Regions from separate parts of the Gossypium hirsutum genome. Here all the other regions are linked to region 3. A link is a contact called in public Hi-C data. All regions are on one chromosome and are shown on one strand. The core of a region is the stretch at or near the end of the contact, and the rest is flanking DNA. Distances in the headings are between cores, read along the strand shown.

Region 1 (3,697 bases), core at 925-3,424, 930 kb after region 3:
TTGCTAAAATGATTGGCTATGGGGTTGAAGGGGGCATGTACCTTGTTCTTCAATTGTCTCCCCATGGAAGCCTGTCATCTTTACTTTACGGTTTGTTTTCTGCTAAGCCTCTCAATTTGATTTCTTTACGTGTTCATATATAACTTGTTGCCATTCATTTACAGGCCCCAAGGAGAAACTGACTTGGAGAATCAGATTCAAGATTGCTGTCGGGACTGCCGAAGGCCTTAGCTATCTTCATGAAGGTTGCCAGCGGAGAATTATCCATAAAGATATCAAGGCAGCAAACGTATTGCTTTCCGAGAACTTTGATGCTCAGGTAAAACTTGAACTCGAAAATCATTATCGTTCTAAAGATGTACCTTTTGCTTAATGTTGACATTCCAATGTGATTCCAGATTTCTGATTTTGGCCTTTCAAAGTGGTTACCCGATAATTGGACACATCATACCGTCTATAAAGTCGAAGGCACATTTGGGTTCATACTTGAAAACTCACTTGATTTCTGTACATCTAAAAGTTCTTTTTATTGTATACAAAATTTAACCTGAATTCATGTCATTGCAGTTACCTTGCTCCTGAGCTTTTCATGCACGGCATAGTCGATGAAAAAACGGATGTCTATGCTTTCGGCGTACTGCTGTTGGAACTAATCACCGGGAGGCGAGCTGTTGATAGTTCACAAAAAAGCCTTGTTATCTGGGTAGATCTAGTTTACCATAAGTGAATTTGCACTCACATCACCACCGTTGTTGAATAATCCCATGATTCAACTTGCAGGCAAAACCATTGATTGCAGAAAATAAGATCAACGAGCTCGTTGATCCAGCTCTCGGGAATAACTATGACCTGGACCAGTTAAAATGTGCCATTGCAACAGCTTCTATTTGTATAAATCAGTCATCGATAGATCGACCCCAAATGAGTCAGGCATATCCTTCTTCATTACATGTTACTTGCAATCCAAGTAAAACTGTAGATAATTCAGAAAATTGCATTTTCGCTGCAGGTTGTAGGCATGCTTAAAGGTGATCCTAAATGCCTTGAGATGCTGAAAGAACAAGAAAAGTGCCCTCATCGGAGGACTTTCTCCGACGAGATCTTTCATACAGAAGAATACAATTCAACTAACTGTTTGAATGGTCAAAATTCTCAGAATGAAAAAGTTTCATAATGGTTTTTTTTTTGTAAAATATATATTCTGAAAATTTGGTTCTTCTCCAAGAATTTTTTTTTTTCCAAATTTTGATTGTTGATTCTTCTAGCTTTTTACATCCTTTTTTTTCAAGTTCTAGTTTCCATCAAATGAAGTAATGAACCCACACATTTGAAGGATTGGAACAGTTTGAAAGAAGGGAAAAAACGATAGACCAGTCGATACAAAATATAATATAAACACCACATGTTTTTTTACATATATATAATCTCTTTACAATTGGGATTTACAAATTATAATCAATATTTTGATAATTAAGATAACATTTTTTTGAAGATATAATTTTGAGATAACATTATTATTGTTTTATTTAAACAATTGAAAAAAATAATACTTAACAGGTAATTTTTTTTTGGTAATGAAAGTAAGGGTAAATTTTATAACAATCTAGTAACGTTTATATGTTTTATCAAAATGGTCTTAATAGTATTTTTGAATCATTTTTAGTCATCAATTTTATTTTTTTAAATTGCTTTGTTTAATAGATGTGATGAAAGTACCTGTAAAAAAGTTAATGGATAATGTAGAATATTTTTTTATTTTATATATAATTTATTTTATTATTTTTCACATGTAATTATCTTATTAGGTTATTTAACTAATAAATTACATCTTATTAAAAATATTTCACATATGAAATTCTACATCTTACTTTACTTTCATCAAATCTATTAAAAAATCAATTTGAAAAACAAGAATAGAAGTTAATGGCTAAAAAAGGCTCAAAAATACAATTAATGCCATTTTGACGAAATATATAAACATTAGTGGCCAAATTTTCATTAAGAAAAAAATTATGAAAAGAAAGTATTATTTAACAAAATAAAACTAATTAGATACTTTAAATCATAATTAGTATTTGATTTTACCAAAAGATGTCAATAATTTTACGAATACACCCCATTGCAAAATTATTGAGACGACACCGTATTAGTTCCTTAAAAGTAAAAAAAATATCGTCGCTCCTGGCTATAGCCTTACTACAGGTTAAACTCAGATTAGCAAAGTACCATTTTCCCGAGAAAATTTTTTACCTTTTCTTTCCCGGAAAATCTTTCGATCTAAGGTTTACATTCGATGGCTATTGGGAGGAGTTGTTCTCTGCAAATCCTAATATTGAACTTAATCGCTTCAAACTTGTACCAATCATGTGAGTCCTTCTTAACTCCTCCAAGCTCCATTATCAATCCTTCCAAAGTCAAACAAGTTTCCTGGAAACCTAGGTCACTTTCTATCTCGATCTCTTTTCACTTCGCTGAAGAATTTAGTAAATTTTTTAATTTTCTTTACCTTGTTCTCTTCTTTTGCAGGGCTTTCGTCTATGAAGGCTTCTTAACGGACCTCGAATGCGATCATTTGATCTCTCTAGTAAATTCGACTCCAAATTTTCGTCTATTCCTTTTTTTTTTTAATTTTGAATTCATTTAATGTTTCTTCTTTTTCTTTGTAATTAAAGGCGAAATCGGAGCTAAAGAGATCTGCAGTTGCTGATAATGTTAGTGGACAGAGCAAGCTTAGCGAAGTCCGTACGAGCTCAGGGATGTTCATTCCTAAGGGAAAGGTTCAGACGTTTATCTTCTCTCTTGTAGATTGTAGTTGTTGTTTCCCAATCTTATTTTATCCAATTATGGTAGTCTAAGTTGTTGGCCTATACTTATGGCTTATGGGTACTCCATTAATTACAGAGGAACTATTTAGGTAGGATTTGATAAAAATGATAACTACATTAATAGTTCGATAGATAGATAGGCTTGGCTTTTATGGTATGTGATCCTATCTTATCCGAACTCTTCGTTTTCTCAGAAGTACTTGTGCTCAAAATTTGCGTTCTAGGATATAGGAACGGTTTTATGATTATCCAAATATGTGGAGAAACTTAAAAATTAAGGATACTTGTGTCGAACACAAACTCATATCTGACATTCATCTAGTCTTGGTAATATAGGGTTATCTTGATGAAAACATATACTAATGATGGTTTGAAGGGTTCAATATGACAAGTTATCCATCAATTCTCTTAAGGAGGCACTCAACATTGCAATGGTTTTGCTTTTGACTTTTGTATATTTGAGCTAAGTGATGCTTACTTTCCCTTTTATTTCTTTTTAGGATCCTATTGTTGCTGGTATAGAGGACAAGATTTCAACATGGACCTTTCTGCCCAAAGGTGTGTATACCATGAATTTAGGGCCCTACTAAGATTGTGTTCTTTAGTTCTGCAGTGACATTCTAATTATATATGAAGATTTCTTGCACACCACAATGATAACTTAGTTAGATTATGTTTCTATGATTACACTCTTTAATTTTCATTATTCACGATATGAGAACTAGCAAGTAGGATATGGGAAGAGATGATATTAAATGTTTTAAGTAGGATAAAATAGTTATTTTTTGAACATTCTATTTGTTTGTGAACTATATATCTGGATTGCTAATTTATGCATTTGGAATTTAATTTTTATGTGCTCCATGATCTAT
Region 2 (3,482 bases), core at 766-3,265, 710 kb after region 3:
AGAATTTAAGCAAAGGCCCGACATTGATAAAGAAGAGACATATTATCTTATAGTGGATGCAATCACATTTAGATATCTTATTAGTCTGGTAGTAAGTGAAAAACTTGACATGCATATAATGGATGTTGTTACAGCCTATTTGTATGGCACATTTGATAGTGAAATTTATATGAAAATCACTGAAGGATTTAGAATCCCAGAAGGATATAGAATCCTAGAAGGATATAGAGTTTCTCAGGAAAACTGTTCGATCATATTAAAGATAAATTTATATGGATTAAAACAATCTGGACGCATGTGGTACAATCGCCTTAGTGAATACTTGTTAAAAGAAGGTTACAAAAACGATCCAATTTGTCCATGTGTCTTTATAAAAAGGTTTGGATCAAATTTTGTGATAATTGTTGTTTTTGTTGATGATCTAAATATTATTGGAACTCTTGAAGAGTCTCAAAAAAAAGTAAATTATTTAAAGAAAAAATTTGATATGAAAGATCTTGGAAAAAACAAAGTTTTATCTTGGCTTACAGATTGAACATTTAAAAGACAGAATTCATGTTCATTAATCAACTTATACGGAAAAGGTATTAAAGAAATTTTACATGGATAAAGCACACCCATTAAGTACTTCGATGGTTGTACGATCATTAGATGTGAATAAAGATCAATTTCGTCCTTGCGAGGATGGTGAAGAGTTTCTTGGTCCTAATTAATTTTCACCCATTAAGTATTAAAGAAATTTTAATACTTATACGGAAAAGGTATTAAAGAAATTTTACATGGATAAAGCACACCCATTAAGTACTTCGATGGTTGTCTGATCATTAGATGTGAATAAAGATCAATTTCGTCCTTGCGAGGATGGTGAAGAGTTTCTTGGTGCTAATCAATTTTCACCAAAATTATTATTCACCCACGATCTTGAGAAAAGAGGTGATATAAATGTTCAACAAATTCGTTCTAGTGAGAATGTAGCAGATCATTTTATTAAGACATTGCCAACTTCAACATTTGAAAGACTACTACACAAGATTGGAATGCGTTGACTCAAAGATGAAATGTATGTTTCCATTAGGGGGAGTCTAAAAACAAGTTGTACTCTTTTCCTTTAACCAAGGTTTTGTCCCATTGAGTTTTCTTGGTAAAGGTTTTTAACGAGGCAGCTTGTAATAAAAGATTGTATAATCTGAGTTTTTCCTTATAAGGTTTTAACGAGACACATTATCTACCAATAGACATCCAATGGGGAGTGTTATGAATATCTTATTAAGTGAATGTCCATCATGATAAAGATAAAGTTTTGATATACTTTAAATTTTAATAACTATTAGAATTAGATCTCTACTCCTTTTTTATCAATAAAGTTCATTCTCTATTTCTTTCATATTTTCTTTATTCTTTATTCTTTCCATCTCTCTTTATTTTATAACAATATACATATTCTAAAATTATTTTAGTAATAATTATTTAGCCCCGATTTTCATTTGCTAGAAACCCAAAGCTTAAAATATGCTATTAGTCTTTATACTTTTCGAAAATTAAGGATTTAGTCATTATACTTCTATTTCATAGAATTTAATCTCTTTACTTTTCAGATTTTAAAATTTAGGTCTAATTGTTAACACTATTTTTTTGTTCAATTTGTAGCTGTGAATTTTTTGAAAAAAAAATATTCACTTGTAACCATGTAATTAAAAAAATAACCTTGTAATTATATTGAGTTTAACAAAAGAAATTAACAATGCTAATATTTAGATCTAAATTTTAAATCTAAAAAGTAGACAAATTAAATTCTATAAGATAAAAGTACACTGATTAAATTCTCATTCTTCAAAAAAGTACAGGAATTTGTGTGATATTTTAACCAAACCCATTGGCCAATTTATTTTGGATCCTAAGTGACGATTGCTCTTTTAGAATATAGAGAATAATTTGCTAAATAGTTTGTTTAACCTTAAAAAAATTAAAAAAGAAATTAGAAAAGATAATGGGCCTTGGCCTAAAAGGGCAAAGCAGGCCAGTAGAAGAAAAAAACCCTAGAAAACCCCTCCATGTCTACCAAGCTCTCTTCTTTTGGAAGATGAACGAGTAAAGGAGAAAAATGGCTATAGAGAGCTACGTGGTGGTTCACAATATAGCAAAGAGGCACAACGTCGGAACCCTAGCTAGAAGCGCCACCGCCTTTGGAGTCGCCGAACTAATCTTAGTTGGCCGCCGTGACTTCAACGCCTTCGGCAGCCACGGCTCCACCTCCCATCTCCGTTTCCGCCACTTCCATTCCCTCACCGACGCTCGCCTCTTCCTTAAAGTAAACGTCTAACCAACCCATTTCTCTAAATCCTTATTTCTTAAACTTTTTCAATTTGGATCCTAATTTGTTTTTGAATTTTTTTACTGTATTTTAAGGAGAAAGATTGTGATATTTGCGGGGTTGAGATCACAGAGGACGCTGTTTCCATAACTGATCATCCTTTCAAGAAAAGCACTGCTTTTCTTCTTGGTAATGAGGTAAAGTTAAAGCCTATTTTCTAAATTTAGCTGAAATTTCTGATTCTTGGGTTTTACTTTTTCCTTCTAAATTTTACAATTTCTTTTGTTCTTTAATGTTTTACAGGGGACAGGGCTTTCAGCTAAGGAATGTGAGATATGTGATTTCTTTGTTTACATTCCTCAATATGGAGGTGGCACTGCCTCTTTGAATGTCACTGTTGCTGCTTCCATTGTTTTGCATCATTTTGGAGGTATTCCCAATTTCAATCTAATCTTATCTTATCTTACTCTATAAATGTCTTTAGTTTTCATTTCATGACTTCTTTCACCAGTAAAGTTGATGATGGAGAAAGTTAATTTTTTCCAAGGATTGTTGGGAAGATTAGTATGCCTGCCTTAGATTTTAGAGAACACTAGTCAAGAGTCAAAAGATCATGAACCATTAAAATCATAAAGTTCTTATAAATAGTTTTTTTATTTCCTATTGGATTGGTTATCTAGCAACTAGTGTAAGTTGTGAGGCTCATATTCACGTGTTTATTGTATGTACCTAGCTAATTAAACTTGGTTCTTTTACTTGAAACAAATGGTCATTAGCGCCTTTTAAGTGCAGATCACTTCTTCCTATTATCCATTATACGAAAGCCAAAGTTAAACTAGGGGTTTCCTCTCCATGGTGTTTCTTGACTGTTGTCTAGATTTTGTTGCTTATGTCCAACTTGTGGTCCTTGTGGAATCAAAAGGAGGATGTTGAACATGTTTCACTTGTCTTTGAAGTGGATACTAGCCTTTCTCTTAAGTTATTTAGGCAACCTGTTTGTTAGCCTGTTGGTCTTATTAAACTATGTTTTGGTCCCACAATTCTTTTTTCTTGAAGTAGTCATGTTTGACACCCGTATTTGATGCAACATACAGATACTGGTATGGGACATGACCTTCTAAGGATCCATTAAATATGTTAAAAATTTAGGAAAAAATGAATATACCATTCC
Region 3 (3,746 bases), core at 564-3,063:
CCAGAATACATAAACCTTACAATAGTATCTCATAAACATTAAACCCTTAACCATATACCGTAAACCCTAAAATATAATGATAATTAATTCAATATTTTAAAATTAATACTATCTCATTTACAATTATATAAGAAAATAATTAACATATAAATTAAAAACAATTAGTCATATACCAAAAATCTTTAAAATTATATTAAATAATATTATTTTAATTTTTTCTATTTTTGTGGCGTTTTTCAAAAAACGCCGCTAAAGATCGAGCATTAGCGGCGTTTTTTAAAAAGCGCCGCTAAAGGTGTACTTATAGCGGCGTTTCTTAAAAAAGCACCACTAAAGTCACAAAAATCTGTGCGTTTTACAAAATTCTTTAGCGGCGCTTTTTAGAGAACGCCGCTAATGCTTGATCTTTAGCGGCGTTTTCTAAAAGGCGCCGCTAAAGGTGGACATATAGCGGCGTTTTTAGAAAAGCGCCGCTAATACTCGATCTTTAGTAGCGTTTTTAGAAAGCGCCGCTAAAGCCACCAACGTCGTTGTGTTATTTTTTTGCGACGCTTTCTAAAAAGCGCCGCTAAAGGTGTACATATAGCGGCGTTTTTAGAAATGCGCCGCTAAAACTCAATCTTTAGCGGCGTTTTTGGGAAGCGCCACTAATGCTCGTTCCTTAGTGGCGTTTTTCATTCAAACGCCGCTAAAAACCAGTTTTGCTGTAGTGTCTGTATCAATAAAATTATAATTATTTAATATAATTAAATTAGATTTAACCTCACCTGTAAAATTGAAAGCAAAAATCAACCAAGATAATTTTTGAATTCATCTACTCTTATGTTTATTCATGTATCTCTCCATATATACTTCTTCATGGGAAGCTTTCTTGGAGCTTATCATGCAGTATTATTACTATTATTATTATAGTAATCTTTGGTGTAAAGTCTTAAATTAAAAGCCAAGGAGACTTAAAAATGTCACGAGGAAGGTAGTTTAAGTCAATTAGGAAACTACTTCCAAAAGCTACCCAAAGCACTAATTACCTCTATTTCCATTATTTTAGTCCATTTTAATTTGCTGGGCTTAGGATCATATTCATTAATAATAATAATAAAAGCATTTTCAACTTTCTATTCTTCAACCAAGAAACATAATTCATATGGGTGACAATTATGGATATATACAAATTTAAATGGGTATTTTTGAATTTAATACGAGTATTTTTTTTTATAATATATCAATATTTCTGTAGGTTATAATATATATTGTTTGCTTCCTAATAAATAAAACCTGTAGCAACTTGGGAACATATATGAAATAGCGAATTAAGTGTGACCACTCATTTCTAATTTGCAAAACTGATGATTAAGATTGTTTGGTCTGCTTTGAAACATTTGGTCCATCCTATAATAGTGTTGCCGTTGTTGTTCTTTAAAACTCTCTCATGCCAATCACTTAATAACAGTAGAAATTTTCCTTAAGTTTTGACCTCATCATTTTTTTCTTCAATGGAGTCCATTTTGACAATTTTTCTAATTAAAGAAAAAACCTCACTAAAAAGTTGTCAATGATTTGATAATCCCATGCTAAACCCCGGAAAGACTAGAATTTTCATATAAGCTTACCCAAATCCCACATTCATACGGATAAATTTTCTGGTTACGAAAGAAGCAGACATCAGTGAATGTTGGAAAAAAAAATCAAAGGTAATGCATGTGAACTATCAATCTGAGACAAAATTCTTAAGACTTTCATATAAATGTTGAAGAACAAACAAGGATTATGCCTATGATTATTGTGTTAGGGCCCCTCCCTCAAACATACATAATCAGTTCCCCCAACAGCATCTTCCTTAAATTACTACCCAGCAGAATTATTCAACCCAAACACTTTGAAATGAGAATGGCTTGTTAATAATTTATCCCCCAAAAATACCATTCTTTGTACAATGAAACAGTACTCCAATATGTTGGAATGGAGCCAAATGGAAGTTACTGGAGAGTTGCAGGCGGGACTAGTGAGTGCATGAGCATGACAAAGAAAACCTGAAAAATGCATGCGCGTGGGCATAAATCCCGTTCCTTTGTATCTCTTTCTTTCATGAAACAACGAAAGAAAGATTTGATTCTTTCTCTCACACACACAAGAAAAAAAAAAAAAAGGAAAAAAGAGATAATATTTCACAACATATCATCATCTTATTCACTTCATTATGCCTGCAATCATGATTCTTGGTTGCCTCAATCGCATGCCCCCTTCCCTCCTCTCTCTCTCTCTTTAAGCCACCTATAAATTCCGATATGCCACACCTCTCACCTCTACACCATCTAATTAATTCAATCTTGTTTCAGTCTTTGGGTTTTTTTGTCATTTGGAAATGGCTGTTTCAGGGTTTGAAGGTTTTGAGAAACGCCTAGAGCTCCATTTCTTTGGGGATATTGATGATGATGATGGGAACAACATGTTGGGGCTTAGGCTGCTTGATTTCGAATCACTCGAGCAAGTCTTACTTGCTGTCCAATGCACTGTTGTAGCAGCTGTTGGGAACCCTTTCTTTGATGCTTACGTTTTGTCTGAATCAAGCTTATTTGTTTACCCTACAAAGATCATCATCAAAACCTGTGGGACAACCCAACTTCTCAAATCAATCCCTCCATTGATCCACTTTGCCAACAATCTTGGCCTCACTTTGCAAACCTGTAGTTACACCAGAGGTAACTTCATCTTCCCCAAATCCCAACCTTTCCCTCACACCAGCTTCCAAGAAGAAGTCATTTACATTGAACATAATATCCCCGACAATCTTTGTTATCGAAAAGCCTCCGTTATGCCTTCTAAGTTAACAGCTCATTCATGGTATGTTTTCACCGCTACCCTTTTGCCTCCATTGAAATATCCCTCTCATGCTACTTTCACCGTCGAAGTTTGCATGACGGAACTCGACCGCCTCATTGCACGTAAGTTCTTCTCCCGGGATAGCAAAACAGGGGATTTAGCCGGCAGAGACATGACGGAGCTGACGGGGATTGACACCATTAACGCTGGAGCTTTCATATGTGACTTCGCGTTTGATCCGTGTGGTTACTCCATGAATGGCATTGATGGTGATCGTTACTCCACCATCCATGTTACCCCTGAAGATGGGTTTAGTTACGCTAGCTTCGAGTGCGTTGGATCGGTTTGCGAGGACCCGGATGATATCGTTGAGACCTTAAAGAAAGCTGTTCGAGTTTTCATGCCCGCGACGGTTTCAATTTCGACGAGTAGATGTAGCCGTGAGGTTTGGACGAAGGTGGCGCGTGCGTTGCAACCACTTGGACTCAAGTGCCAGAGTTTCGCAATGGATGAGTTCCCTGCCGCCGGTACCATTTCCTACCAAACGTTCACGGCGGCTCGCCGGAAATAATGCCGGTAAAAGACGACAAGAAAAAAAAAACCTTAGTTTTTCATTGGAGGAAAATCGGAGGGATAAAACATATAAGGTATGATGTGGAGGAATTTAATTGGATGAAAAAGGATGAAAAATGTGGGGTTGACTTAGGTAGAAAGATGAAAGGATTTTAGGAGCGATAACGTGGCGAGATCAGAGAGGTGGGGGAGGAGGATTTGTGTGAAATTGGGATGACCATGATAATGCACCCCACTTTGCATGGTCACGCCTACAGATTTTTTGAGGTTAATTTTAGTGGGGGATGAAATAAATAAATAAAAATGCTCATGGTTTTTATTTTTCTAAGTTTATATGAATTCTTTTTAATCAT

The links. A called contact is a pair of places that touch in the nucleus more often than the background predicts.
Region 1: a Hi-C map of leaf shows a contact between it and region 3, with 2.4 times the contacts expected there. The contact joins the promoter of LOC107897647 here to the promoter of LOC107897003 in region 3. A contact is called at or near these places in 2 of 34 Hi-C or Micro-C datasets (both in leaf).
Region 2: a Hi-C map of leaf shows a contact between it and region 3, with 1.8 times the contacts expected there. The contact joins the promoter of LOC107897655 here to the promoter of LOC107897003 in region 3. A contact is called at or near these places in 3 of 34 Hi-C or Micro-C datasets (callus and leaf).

The regions. Positions count from the first base shown.
Region 1 is chrA10:23,715,023-23,718,719 of Gossypium_hirsutum_v2.1, reverse strand. It overlaps LOC107897647 (probable prolyl 4-hydroxylase 4), which reads left to right and starts at 2,174. Exons shown (of 7, transcript XM_016823164.2): 1 at 2,174-2,439; 2 at 2,527-2,584; 3 at 2,673-2,777; 4 at 3,326-3,383. The coding sequence starts at 2,294. LOC107897648 (receptor-like cytosolic serine/threonine-protein kinase RBK2) reads left to right here. Exons shown (of 9, transcript XM_016823165.2): 4 at 1-90; 5 at 165-319; 6 at 399-478; 7 at 568-703; 8 at 781-930; 9 at 1,010-1,217. The coding sequence ends at 1,174.
Region 2 is chrA10:23,931,443-23,934,924 of Gossypium_hirsutum_v2.1, reverse strand. It overlaps LOC107897655 (putative TrmH family tRNA/rRNA methyltransferase), which reads left to right and starts at 2,015. Exons shown (of 4, transcript XM_041079250.1): 1 at 2,015-2,308; 2 at 2,407-2,508; 3 at 2,615-2,741. The coding sequence starts at 2,102.
Region 3 is chrA10:24,641,076-24,644,821 of Gossypium_hirsutum_v2.1, reverse strand. It overlaps LOC107897003 (S-adenosylmethionine decarboxylase proenzyme 4), which reads left to right and starts at 1,813. Exons shown (of 1, transcript XM_016822330.2): 1 at 1,813-3,712. The coding sequence starts at 2,363. The coding sequence ends at 3,391.